3 separate regions of the Mus musculus genome follow, and all the other regions are linked to region 1. Evidence: chromatin contacts called from public HiChIP or PLAC-seq and promoter capture Hi-C data. All regions are on one chromosome and are shown on one strand. The core of a region is the stretch at or near the end of the contact, and the rest is flanking DNA. Distances in the headings are between cores, read along the strand shown.

What was found. Promoter capture Hi-C pulls out the DNA fragments that hold promoters and counts their contacts. HiChIP or PLAC-seq counts read pairs in DNA pulled down with a chosen protein or histone mark.
Region 2: a contact with region 1 is called in a FOXA1 HiChIP or PLAC-seq map of pancreatic cancer cells. The contact joins the promoter of Bckdhb here to the promoter of Lca5 in region 1. A contact is called at or near these places in 1 of 484 Hi-C or Micro-C datasets (CD4 T cells), 1 of 115 datasets of contacts at active chromatin or transcription factors (pancreatic cancer cells) and 1 of 9 other capture datasets (adipose tissue).
Region 3: a promoter capture Hi-C map of pre-B cells shows a contact between it and region 1. The contact joins the enhancer-like site here to the promoter of Lca5 in region 1. A contact is called at or near these places in 10 of 39 promoter capture datasets (the 3T3-L1 cell line, the C10 cell line, cranial neural crest and 6 more), 3 of 484 Hi-C or Micro-C datasets (Sertoli cells, Th1 cells and regulatory T cells) and 5 of 115 datasets of contacts at active chromatin or transcription factors (cardiomyocytes, embryonic forebrain, embryonic limb bud and 2 more).

The regions. Positions count from the first base shown.
Region 1 is chr9:83,439,358-83,443,682 of GRCm38.p6, reverse strand. It overlaps Lca5 (Leber congenital amaurosis 5 (human)), which reads left to right and starts at 2,584. Exons shown (of 8, transcript NM_027448.2): 1 at 2,584-2,774. All of the region lies in intron 1 of Gm2087 (predicted gene 2087), which reads right to left.
Region 2 is chr9:83,922,272-83,926,551 of GRCm38.p6, reverse strand. Bckdhb (branched chain ketoacid dehydrogenase E1, beta polypeptide) reads right to left here and starts at 1,415. Exons shown (of 11, transcript NM_001305935.1): 1 at 1,193-1,415. The coding sequence starts at 1,382. It overlaps Gm36278 (a long non-coding RNA gene), which reads left to right and starts at 1,547. Exons shown (of 4, transcript XR_379675.2): 1 at 1,547-1,722; 2 at 3,011-3,115; 3 at 3,219-3,357; 4 at 4,258-4,280.
Region 3 is chr9:82,954,288-82,959,000 of GRCm38.p6, reverse strand. The region is part of intron 6 of Phip (pleckstrin homology domain interacting protein); the gene reads left to right. Among named protein-coding and RNA genes, the nearest start is that of Gm39382, 9.4 kb to the left of the region's middle. Within about 2 kb of position 1,895, at least 2 of the 459 cell types and tissues checked have an H3K27ac peak or open chromatin away from gene starts, as enhancers often do.

The DNA of each region.
Region 1 (4,325 bases), core at 1,335-3,834:
ATCCAGGCATGATCTTCAGTGGCAGCTCAGGCTGGGACCTCACCATGGCCTCAGGAGGTGCCACTGGCCATTCAAAACAGGCTACTCCTCTCCACCCTTGAGTCTCCAGTCCCACCTCTCTTCACAATGCTCAAGCTGTTCCACTTCTCTTTCCCTCGCTTCTGGCCACAACATATTTGTACATCGTGGTTGTTCCCACTGTAGGATGGCCGTGCGGCCACCAGGCCCCTGGTTACAGCCTCCATCTCCCTGCATGGCGGGGGCAGCAAGTGAGTGTCTATGGTCTGCCTGTGCTGTTCTCAGGAAGGGGTCTGTGGATGGCGTAGCGATTGCAGGGCTCTTTCTGTCTTCCCCCTCTTTCGATGTGCAGCTTGGTGGTAGGCAGGGCTTTGTGGGTCTATGGCCTACATATGCTGTGGGGTGGAGGGCAGGTCTCTGGGTATCTTTCTCCTGCCCCTACCTTATGGCATGGCAGAATGCAGGTCTGCTTTCCTCCTCCTGTGCTGTGCTGCCTGGATTTGGTTTGATTTTTGTGTGTCCTAGGCATAAAACAGCTTTGGCTACTAAGCCAGGCATCAGGCTAGGGATGAAGAAAGGACTGCCCTCTGCTCTGCCCCTGACTGGTAGAAGAACAACATCAACAAGGTGTTTCATTGCACAATGCCCGGGGGGCGGGGGGTTGTTTTTTTTTTTCTTTCTGTTGTTTTTTGTTTGTTTAAGACAAGATCTTGCTATGTGTATAGCCAAGGCTAGGAGTTGATATATTCCTGTCTGAGGCTCACACATTTTGGATCATATCTGTCACACACAACTTTTTAAAAGAATGGTATCTTATGAAAAACTGAACTTTTGTTGAGGATGATCTGCTATTGTAATTATAAGATTATATGCACGTATATATATATACATACACACACATATATATATGTATATGTGTATATATATATATATATATATCTTTATTGTCTGATGTCAGGAAAACTATGTCTACCTCTGGCTAGTAAATGGTTTGAAGGTTCTAACAAGTCCTTCTGATTCTGCAATAGTAGTTCCCTCATAGGAAAAACTGCAGTTTCTTAAACATATGTAGAAATGGTTTTTTTGTGTGTGTGTGTCATTGCCATAGAGCATCAAACATGGCAAAGTCCTGCAGGAAAAAAAAGGGGGGGAGGGGCATTCATTGGCCAATGGGAGTCTGAAGCACTGTAGTAACAGGAATTCCTGTGAGACTAGAATACAAACCCAGAGTGCCCAACTGTGATTAGGATTCATCCCCAAACACAATCTTTACAAACGGCAGTTAAATATTTAATGCAGTTAAATAGTTTCAATTAGTAAAAATATTAAAATGTGGTTTGGTAGCTTCAGTTCTTTTTTCCTGGAAAGCTGTAACCTGTGTAGTACACAGTGAAGTGAAATGGTATAATCAGAAAACTGAAGTCCTAATAAAAATGGCAGATCAAAGTCATGCCATGTAGAAAGGTGAAGTTATCATCACACTTGGGACAAATCTTTAAAACATCAATTTGGTAAAACTGGCTTTGAGGAACTATAAATTATTTTGGTTATTTTTTTTCAAGGTCAAATAAAGTAATTGTTATCTCTGATAGAGTAACACTGTGTGGTGTAATAAGGACACTGAAAATGTTATACACAATTAGGTATTTTGTTTGGGAGATTTCTAAAATTTTAGATACTTTTTTGACTTGCCAGTAATGCTATTACCCTGTTAGAGAAATGCTCTAAAGATGCTAGATTTGGAAGTTAATAGCCATGTGGTTCTATCCTGATCTCACCGCTTACTACCCCCTGAATCTATTTTCTGGAGTATAAATGACAGCAGGCTTCAATCGGGAACTGAACAGTCTTATTAAACGGTCTGGATGAGAAGCTCAGAGAGCGTCAGAGCCCCCGTGGAAAAGATTTTCTTTATAGCTTCTTTACCTACTGCAATTAATACTGCTTAGTGTGCACTGTCAAGTTTAAAAGAAAAATTAGCCATCTAGCTGCCCTTAGCCCACTGTCATGCACTTCAGAATATTTCCTTTAAAAACAATTCTTTGAAAACATAACGAGAACAAACGTGTTCTCATTATCCTTTAGCCCCAGATTTCCTTCAGAACTTAAAAATCATGCGCAAGCCATATTCAAGATGTGTTATCTCAAGAAAGTCCAGAACCCAGGCAGCAGTATCATGAAAATATCAAGTCCACACCCTCCTACACATCAATTTCAGCGGAACCAGAAAAGTACATTGATTTCTTTATAACGAAATCCAAAATATTCAGAAAAAAATAGGGCCGGTTTCCAAGGGTTTTGTCCACAGACCCTTTCTGGAGCCGGCGTCCCTCTATGAGAAGGGTTGGCATTCTTTCGGTCTGTCCTGGGTGCTGGGCTCCGTGCAACTGTCCTCGCGGGTCGCGGTTCCCCGCCTCACCGGCCCACCAATGGTTGATGCCTCTCTCCTCGCCATCCCGCCTTCCGATGCCACAATAACCAATAGAAATGAACGTATGGAGTCCAGTAACCAATGGGAACTGGGGGAGGCGGAGGCCGGTCCTCCCGCGGTGCAAGCTGGGCTTCTGCTCCGTTGCCCAGGAGCCGAAGCCGCCGAGCCGCCGCCCGCAGCCGTGGTCCCTACAGTGAGTGAGTTCAAACTCCCCGCAACCGCAGTCTGCAGCGTCCGGGTACTCTAGGTCTCGGACCGTAGCTGTCGGTCGGACTCGGGGATCGGCCGATGATCCAGGCAGGAGCAGGAGGTGCCAGCTTGGAGGGTGAGGGGCGGGCCTCGGATGAGAGAGGAGGTCTGCGGCCGGGGGGGGGGGGGGGGGGGGATGGACGTGATGGGGCGGGGCGAGGCGGGGCTGATCGGCGGATGCTTTGGAGAGAAGGAAGAGAAAGTTGAGAGACTGGGATTTGTTAGCCCCCTAAAGCAGAAGGAAAGCATGTGCAGACGGATCCAAAGAAGAACGAAGTTACCAGAAAGAAACCCCTGGAGACTGGTGTAGATCGGGATGGGAAAGGAGGGCGCGCGGAGCCTTTCAGAGACTCTGGAACAGTCTAGGATATTATTGTTAACACTGTCGTTAAAGGGGAGAGACACTTTGGTCCAGGCTGTGGATTATTTTTATACATCATTGAGGGATGGAATGGAACGAATGAAAGTAGTTAGCAAAACCTACCTGTTGGCAGAACTGAGTTGGGGTGGATGCACATGCCTTTTGTTTCGCGCTAGCTGAATAAGGGAACAGTGTTTCCCTGTGTGACCAGTTCACCTGAATGTAAATTCTTAGTCACTTCATGGGCTTGATACGTAATGGTATCTTTTGGTTGGTAACAAGTTGCTAGGGGCTGTATTTTTCCTCCAGAGAAGTGCAGTGAATGGTAGACACATTGTGAGGATTAATTTTACGGAGGTATTTGTACCTATATTTGGGTAAGTGGGGTGGGGGCGGGGTGTGGAGGAAGGTTTTATGAAAGTAAATTTTCTTTTAGGATTGATTAATTGTGTGTGTGTGTGTGTGTGTGTGTGTGTGCGCGTGTTTCCTGTCCTGGACCAGCTCCTGCCTGCACATCTCAATCCCGAAGTTTGAGGGTCTTAACTCTTGGCCCAAGCAGAGTAGGCTTGACCACATACACATGGATGCTCAACCGTGCGTTCAGGATTAGATAGATGTCTTTGGGATCAACAGTCATAACTTAGGGCTTGAGAGCTGATTCAACCGTTAAGAGTACTAACTACTCTCCCACAGGCCCTAGGTTTGATTCCCAGCAGCCACATGGCAGCCCACAACTGTCTGTAACTCCAGTTCCAGGGAATCCTACGCTGTCTTCTGGCCCTTCTAGGTACCAGGAACTGTATCCATGGCACACAGACAGGCGTTCAACAAAACACTCACATAACTAACTTACTAACTAAACAAGCACACAAATAATCAAATATAAGTAAGTAAATTTAAAAAGTCATTTAAATGGTGAGGGATCGGGTGAGAGAGCTACAGGCATCCAGGAAAAGGGTAAATGGAGGTTTCATTTTTCTCATTCTCATTAATCTGTATTCTTTCTAGTCTCTCTCCACACTCCAATTTTCTATTAGTATTTACAGTATTTCACCCTGTGATCGGTTGTGCATTGGTTAGTATGTTTATTCAAATGTGTGGCAGGAAAGACGAGTTCTCTTAGTTCTTTAAATTGATGGACCGTCATTCAGACGTCAAAAGCAGTTGATGCCTCTGGAAAATAAATATTTCCAAAACTGTATCTCTTTAACATCACGGAACTACTTCTGTCAGACTTGCTAGAAAAAGACTCAAGCAGTCCCTCCT
Region 2 (4,280 bases), core at 166-2,665, 480 kb before region 1:
ACTCGGATTTTAGTAATTTCACAACTGTGGAAAGGAGAATTCGGAAGACCTCTGCTCTATTTCTCCATTACCAGGCCAAAGTTTCTTTGCTGTGAAAACAGTACTGAAGGCTGAGAGGGAAAAACGAACTGCTGTTCATCTTTCTAGTCCTACTATTTCACAAAACTGGGAAACCCCGTCATTGAAATTATTTCTAAAGGCCTCTTTATTGCCTTCCGTGGAGTGGCAAGTCTGGAATCCTGCTTACTAGATTCTGACCATTGGCGCTATGTCTCATGAACTTATGTCCTGTGTACTGTTGAATAATCTGCTTCAAGGCTTCCGTTTATCTAACTGCAAAGCAAACATGAAAACATGACCTACCTCACATGAAATTAAATCTTGTCCTATGAACTAAATGAGATGAGGAATGTAAATTTCACCAATAGCAAGCTTTCGGTTAAATATTCCATTATTGTTCACAAGTAAAGATGGGCTTCCAAAAACTGCCAGCCCCAAGTTATTAGACAAAAAAAAAAAAAAAAACAGTGTAGGTTTTCCTTACTTTCTCCTGGTGCTCTGCAGTTAGACCTAGGATGGAGGGCGACTGCATAAAACTTACAGGAGAAACAGTCAGAGTGAGGCAAAGGTGGCAGGACAGGAGCCTGCCCCATTCCCTTCTGTTCGCTCTTCTCCACCATCTCTATGGAATACTGCTTGGCCAGGTGACAGCGGGGCCCAGCAGGAGCTCTGTATGAGGCTGAAATAGAAGTCTGGATTCTTTCCCATCTTTAGGCAGAACCTGTCTCGTGACCTTGAGAAAATCAAATTCTAGTATTTACTCCCTAGGTTTACATTTTCAAATGAAAATTAAAAGGCAAGTGTTTTACAGACAGTTGCCTCAAGTTAGTGACTCAGTCTAGGACAAGCTAACACCTAAGACCTGATATGGGGAAAGCATGGATAGAACTCAGGGGAAGGGGGCGGGGGAGCGCTCTTTGGACAACTCCTCTACACCCTCAGGCCCTAGCAGAAGGCAGAGTGCCCTCTCACCTATCTTGAAGTTCCAGGGGCTGCATCTGAAGGGAAGAATCACCAAGGACGAGTAACAGGAACGCAAACTGACCCGAACCAAGGAGGCTCTAGAGTAGAGTCTAGAGTCTAGGGCAAGGCAAGGATAGAGCCGGGATGCAGCAAGATCCCCAAATCTCACCATACTGCAGGGACTCTGGGTCCGGATGGAAAGTGAAGTGGGCCACCCGCCGCTTCTGGGCCGTGTCCTCGCCCCCGGGTTGCAGGAAGCCTTGCACCAGCGCAGCGCAGCGCAGTCCGCACCGCCGCCGCTCTGCTCCCGCAGCCCGGAGCCACAGCAGCCCACCCGCGCGCGCAGCCACCGCCGCCATCCCCAGTTCTCAGGCACCGCAGCCCACGCTGCCGGCAGGGAGGGAGGAGCTAAGACGCAGGCTTCCTCATTGGGCAGCCTCGAGGGGCGGGTCCGTGAAAGAGACCAATCGGAGACGGAAGTTCGGGGGCGGGGATGGAGACGCTATGACCTGGCGGCCCGCCCAGACGGAAGCCATACCAAGGCCCCTGCAGCCTGAGATGTGGTCCCTGGGTCCCACCCCAAAATCAGCTGCAGGACTTGGGGTGTCACAACGCGACTGCCTGTGTTCTTTCGCAGTGTCATTTTTGCGGTGCATTTTTCAGTAGCGTTTTCGTTTTAGGCTGTGTTTCTCATAGTCTGTAAGTGCAATATGGTCATTGCAAAGACAGGCGTTGGTTTCGAGTTTCCGAAAAAATCTAGAATTCGGGAAAGGCCTTCACTCTTATTTTGAAATAGTAAATATATTTAAATCTTTAAAATTGATTTTGCTTATCCTGATTTAGATCATATCAAAAAATAGTAAGTAGAGATTTCGGCCTTCAAATCCACTAGGAATTTAAAGTCGAGGTGCAGCAAAAATCACCTAATGGTCTTACTCTGTGTAACTTAGAAATATGCAAGTTGCCGGGCGGTGGTGGTGCACGCCTTTAATCCCAGCACTTGGGAGGCAGAGGCAGGCTGGTCTACAGAGTGAGTTCCAGGACAGCCAGGGCTACACAGAGAAACCCTGTCTCAAAAAACCAAAAAAAAAAAAAAAAGCAAGTTGAATGACTGATTTAAAGTCAAAATAATCAACTTTATAAATTTTATCTTAAAATATTTAAGTGTTTTATATATATCATATATATCACATACATATCAAATATGATATCGCATATATATCATATATATGATATGTGTGTGTGTATTTATTTATCTTCCTTAGCCATGAGTTGGAAGATAGCCATCAAAATAGAATACAACAGAGGCAAGAAAGTATGTCTAGATCTCGAGGAAGGATTCCAGAATGGAGAAAGTATTATGACAGACTGAGAGAACAGAGAGGAAGGAGCCAGGAAGAAACATTCCTCCTGTAGTATTTGTGACCTCTTAACAGATGTTAGGTTTAGCTAAGAAGCACGGGGTAAGAGTAGAAATGGAATTCTACGTATTCAGAAATGCACACAAAGGAGACAGCTTAGACAGTGGCATTCAAATGTGGTAAGAGACTTAGAACAGCATGAAGAGAAACAAGCTCTTGAAGGTCAAAATGCTTCCAGAGGTAAGGCTGACCTGCACCCAGAGGATTAGAGGTTGCCAAAGCAGAGCACAGAGAACCATAGTCTTCCACAACAGGTGAGGTGGGTGCAAAGGCTCATTGTCGTGAAAGAATGAAGTGTCTTCCAGGGCAAGGAAAGAAATGTCTTGTTCCTATGCTGAGAGCCTCTGCCTGCCCCCATCCCCAGCTGCATTGAACTTCGTTTGGGAAACTCTCTTTTCAGGGAGTCAGGCTATCTTTAAATGCCTCTGGGAAGTGCAAAAATTGGAAGTTTTCAGTAATTTGATAATCCCAAAAAAAGATGAAACTGACTACATTTGGAATTTCTGATGGCTGGGTTCCTCATGACACCTTAATATGCTGCAAATGGGCTATCTTCTTTGTTTGAGCCATTTCCACTTGGGTTTCTGACTAATCCCTGGGGACACGGAGAGCCTGTGAAGATGGAGCCAATGGACATCACAGTTGCTCTTCTTTCTTCAGAATGATTCTTGGTTCGTTTTCTCTCACAGAACTTCACTTCAGTCTACTTCTGCTGAGATTCGTCCCTCTTTTGATTCAGTGACTATATGTAAAAAAGTAACACTTTCTTTGCAGATGGATCCAGAGGAATATCACTACCTTCAAGCTAGCGTGCCATACAGAAGAGTAAAATGTTGCTCCGGGGTGGCTAGGAAGTATGCAAATGTGGCCTTCAGAACGAAGAAACTTGGAGACATTTGGCAGTTAATAATGGGTTTGTAACAGGATTTATTGTTTTATACATATGCACTCTTTAAACTCAAGGTTTTAAAAAGACAAGTTAGTCAATGAAAACTGAGTTGAAAGGACTAGGGTATGGCTGAGAGGGTAAAGGAGCTTGCTGCTAATCCTGATAACGTGGGTTTAATACCTAAAGATGACATGTTAGACAAGAAATAACTCCTGAAAGTTGCCCTATGACCTCCACAAGATGTCATCGTACGTATACACACACACACACACACACACACACACACACACACCACACACACACAAAGTGTAAGAAAAAGAAAACTTTGATGGGCAGAGAATTGCTTGTCCTGGTTAGACTTTTTTGTAAATTTGACACAAGCAAGCAGGGTTATGTGGGAAGAGAGGACTTCAACTGAGAAAATGTTTCTGTTAAATTAGATTATACACTAGTCTGTGGGTTATTTTCTTGATTAATGATCGGTGTGACTGGGCACAAAACAGTGTGGGCTGTGCTACCCTTGGGCAAGTGATCCTGCTCGGTATAAGAAGGCAGGCTAAGAAAGCCAGGAGGAGCAAGCCAGTAAGTAGCATTCCTCCATGGCTTCTGCTTCAGTTCCTGTCTTGAGTCCTCATCCTGGTTTCCCTGGATGATGGGATACAAGCTATACACTAAAGTAAAGCCTTTTTTCCACAAGATGCCTTTGGTGATGGTATTTTGTTACAGCAATAGAAACCAAACTAAGACAGAGATATGGCTCATTAAAAAAGCAAAGTAGCAAAGTCACATTGAAAGACAGTTTGGTAGTTTCTTACAAAATTACATTGCTCTTACAACATAATCTATGAGTCATACCTCTTGATATCTTCTCAAGTAACTTAGAAACTCAAGCCAACATTGTGGCTCTTTATTTTTCTTTTGTAGACAGGAACTTCTGTTGACCAGCC
Region 3 (4,713 bases), core at 646-3,145, 480 kb after region 1:
CTAACACTGTAATATTAATTTCTATGGCTTTACCTTTGCTCTTCACAAAGAAGTACACAAAGGTAAATCCTTCCATGTTAGAGACTTACTTCTTGACCAGTATATCAACACGTGGCATTAGAGGTCATCATGTTAGTCTGAGCCTCTTCCCTCATGTGCACTGGCCTCCTTCACCGCCTTTATTGGAGGTGAAAAGTGCTCAGTATTTTAAAATAATGTCTGCTTCGTTACTTTTCCTCTGTAGAACTTCAGTTAAACAAATGCAGGACTTTTTGATGTAGTTTGTTACTCTCTTGTCTGTTTACATTTTTTTCTTTCTGTGGTAATATCCTGGTATTTGTATGATCATAATCATAGTTGATCATATTTTATTTATCTTCTTGGTGAGATTCAACACAATTTTGGTATTAATCTAACATTAAAAAGAATTCCATTTTGATTATATGTACTGCTTTTTCATATTCGTCACTTTGTCCTTGAGTGTTCTGTGTTCATTGTTTTTCCTTTCTTCCCTTCTGCTCACACTCTGTCCCTCTGCATTCCGTGCTTAGTTCTCCTCATGGAAGCATGGTCATGCCGGCCTGCTTTCTTGTTAGCTGCTTTCCTTCCACAGTTCACTTCCTTGTGTTTTTCTCTTGTTATAGTTTTCACATAATGGTTTACAGCTTGTGTTTAGTCATTTCACACTCAACTATTTTCTTTTTGTATTGCCTGTTGTTTCTAAATTTATTTTTCTTTAAATATACTTTCATTTGGCACAATGTTAATGTTAAAAAATTTTCACTTTTCTATCTTCTGTAAGTGCAAAGGGACATTGACCCTTCATGGTTATTTCTTTTCTTTTCCTTATAAAGCAGGAAGTTAGCTGTCAGACTCGCAAGATGTGTTTGCGTTATAGAAAAGTTCCATTGTTTAGATTTCCATTTCAGGTTCCAGGTGACAAGACAAAGGGGTACATTTTTTTTTTTTTAAATACCCATTTTCATAGGGAATCCAGTGCTTTTAGAGTTTTCATTTTTTAAGTAAATAATTGATCATCTTTACTTATAAGTTATAGATATGATGACAGATTCTCCCATCCCCATCTGGCAAGTGATTTAGTACTCGTTACGATGCACTCAGGCTCCCCTCAGTTCTCACGGCTGCTTTCCCACAGTGATTAGTGAGGTTCATGGTGGGTTTTCATCTTTATAAGTTAGAAAAATCCTTTTTGTCATCTTTTCATAAGATCTTAGACTTTTTGAATTTCTTTAAGGATCCGTTGAATTTAATATTTGAACATTTCCTGGGAATTTTTTTGGAAATGAGGAAGTTCATAGTCAGGCTGAGTATATTTTATGAGATAGTAGTAATTTGTTCAGCTCCTCACATGTCACTCAGTGAAATAAAATAATCTCCCACAAAATAACTTTTATAACATACAATGTTTTGATTGCTTAGGGACAGCCAATATAAATAAGTGTAGTATAAACTAGCTTTGAGTTTGTAGAACAAGTGGTGTCCTTTGCATTCCATAGCGGCTCTGTAAGAGGCCTCTTCTATCCACGGAGAAACCAAATTGTAGGTGAGTGGTAACAGAGTCAGTGCGTTCTCTGGTGATGATTTGCAGCTTCTGCATTCAATTCATGTCACTATTACACATCACCCTCTCGCCTCTGTTCAATTACTTACGCATTCATGTACACGCGGTGCCTATTATTTGAGTATAGTAATCTTTGGATTACTTTGTCTTAGTATAGAAACTGTGGAAATAATGGGGAGTGTATTCTTTCAAGTTAAGGACTTGAATTTGAAATCAGATACTCAGTTTTCTGAAAGAAACTTACAGGAACAACCTGTACATTCCACTTGTAGCCAAGGCTGACTTTGAGCTGTGACTCTTCCCTCTACCTCTTGGGAGCTGAGATTGTAGGCGTGTACACCTGGTTTATCTTGTGCTCCGGCTCCAACTCAGTGCTGTGCAGAAAGCACACGAATTCCACCAGCTAAGCCATAGTTCCTAACTTCCTAACCTCAAGTTTAGTGTTGGAGTAGTGGGATTTATTTCTCTAAAGTAGCTTTGCTTTTAGTTAGATCATTGCCAGTTTCATTACCATTGCAGCCATGCAAGAAAGCTACAGTAAATTTTCTTAAAGCAAATCTTAACATTATTTCATCCCTTTCTCTGTAAAGACCTCAAACCATGGTTTCACTGGAATTCAATTAAAATGTATCTGTCACATCATAATTTTTCTTTCCTGACAATTGTTGTTTTATATTTTGCGTGTTTGGAGTTTTTTCTTTTTTTTTTTCTCTTTCATTTTTATTGAGATAGGCTCTCACTGTGTTTCAGACTGACTTGTTAGGTTTTCTATTGTGTTTACTTTGTACTTTGCATGTGTATGCATGCTACTTATTTGTATGGAGGTTCGAGGACAAGTTGTAGAAGTTGGTGTTCTCCACGTTGTGGGTCCTGGGGATTGATCTTAGAGTATTTGGCTTCATGGCAAATCCCATACCCTCTGACCCATCTCCTGGTTCTACATTTTTAATGCTCTTTTATGGCCCCAGGACATTGCACATGCTGTTCTCTCAACCTGGGATTATATTCCCCTCCTGACAACTTTTTTTTGTTTTTTTTGTTTTTTGTTTTGGTTATTTTTTAGTTTTTTGATTTCTAGAAAAATTACTTAAACTACTGCCCCATATGTTTGGAACCTTTGCTATATGTTCCAAAATTTTCTTTATTTGATAATATTTACCATTGTTGTAAGTAAGTTTTTATTTCCTGTCTTCCTTGCTAGACTCAGTCTCCATGAGGATAAATACCGTGTCTTCTTTTTTTAATCTGTTAACATCCAGTTGACTACACTTGTATCATAATGCTCTATAAATATTAGTTGGCTTAAAGTTAAGTGACTGACATGTTTGACATAGAAAAAAGTTACCTAAAGTTGTAAAGGTAGACATGTGAGGACCTAGGTGTGATCTGTTAGCACCAACAAAAAGTTATAACATTTAAAGAATTTTAATTAAAATAACTAAGCTTTTTACCAGTACTTAAAAATTAAAGGTATTGTTACACTAGTATTTTAGTTGAAGCAGCAGATTGATTCCCAGGAAAGAAAAGGGGAAATAAATACCCTTTTAATGATAGTCACTATCTTTAATTTCCTTTTATTCTTTGATATGTCCTTGACTTATGAAGCTTTTTGTGTAATTCTTGGGATTATCATTACTTCCTGTCTGAAATTTCAGCTGCTTTGCTTCTCTTTTTTAGTTAATATTAATCTTTTACAGTATTTACTAAATCTGTTGGTTTTAAGTAGAACAACTAAACAACAAATCTGCACATGTGAGGAGTTCCTGGTCGCTCTTGAGTATCCTAGTCCTTTTACTCACATACGTAAAGTAAGGAGGAAAGTCAGGAGTATTTCCATCTCTGTTCCCCATTACCTCTCTTCATGATTATTAAATGATTTTGGGATTGTCCTTCTAATACTGTTGGAGCTGCTGTTCATTATGTGATTTGTCTTGTTCTACTCTAGGTGGTGCTGTAGATACGAACCAAATCATGTTAATGTTTTCCACATGCTGTCTGGCCTTAATGTCTTTCTTAACAGTAACCTCAGAATAATTTGTATGTGTATAGTGATTTAGTTGTTTCCTTTTAAATCTTTCTTAATAGAACTATCTCTGACACTTAACTCACTGAGCCAACCCTTCCGAGAGTTTTTATAAATAAAACTTAAATGGAAGGCCTTTTAGTTTATCTTCTGGCTTACAAACTAGACTCTGTGATGGGTAAAATTCTTTTGTTGTTGCTTTTGTTTTTGAGACATGGTGTCCTAATGGAGCCCTACGCTAGCCTTACACTTGAACTCCTCTGCCTTAGTCTCATGAACACTGAGATTACAGGTACAGTCCACTTTGCCCAACAATATATAAATCCTTTATATCAGTTTTTAGTCCATTTAAAATTGGCAGTGGGCATTTTCTGGAGAATAATATACTTTCATATTCTTTAAGATGTGTACTTTGTATGCTTTTTATAATTAAAGTTAAATTTCTTGACTCTGAAATCTTATTTTCTATCAAGCTTTAAATTTAAGCTAAAAAAATGAATGCAATTGGTTATATAATAGTGTGGGATATTTCCTTTTAGTCTTGTTTCCTAATGTTATACTCCGGCACCATATTGTTGGGATCATTAAAATTTACTTTTAAGTTTTCTTACTGATGAGGCCTCTAGTCTGTTATGATAAAGATGACAAAAATATATACCAAGAGTATTGTGTAGTGTCTAGAATGTTGGAGAGCACTCAGTACATATTGGCCACTATCACCCATTATTTAAAGATCTGCTGTGCTGACATTTTTCAGCATTACTGAACTTCATCTGCTAGTATTTTACTTTTTAAAAATACATTTATTTTTGTTTGTGTACTTGTGCTACAGTGCATGTGTGTGTGTGTGTGTGTATTATATATATCTACATATCTCTATATATCTATATCTTAGAACCTTTTTGTGGTCCTTTGAAATAAGTAACATTTTATGTAACTATGCCATATTAAATACTTTATGCCATATGGTATGTTTGTATGATAGAAATGATGAAATTACTGTCATCCTATAAAGACAAGCATGTTTTCTGAATGTTTGGTCACAAAGAGTCATTCCACTAAAATTGAAGATAATATGTTTTCTTATGTTCATTTAAGTTTTTATAAA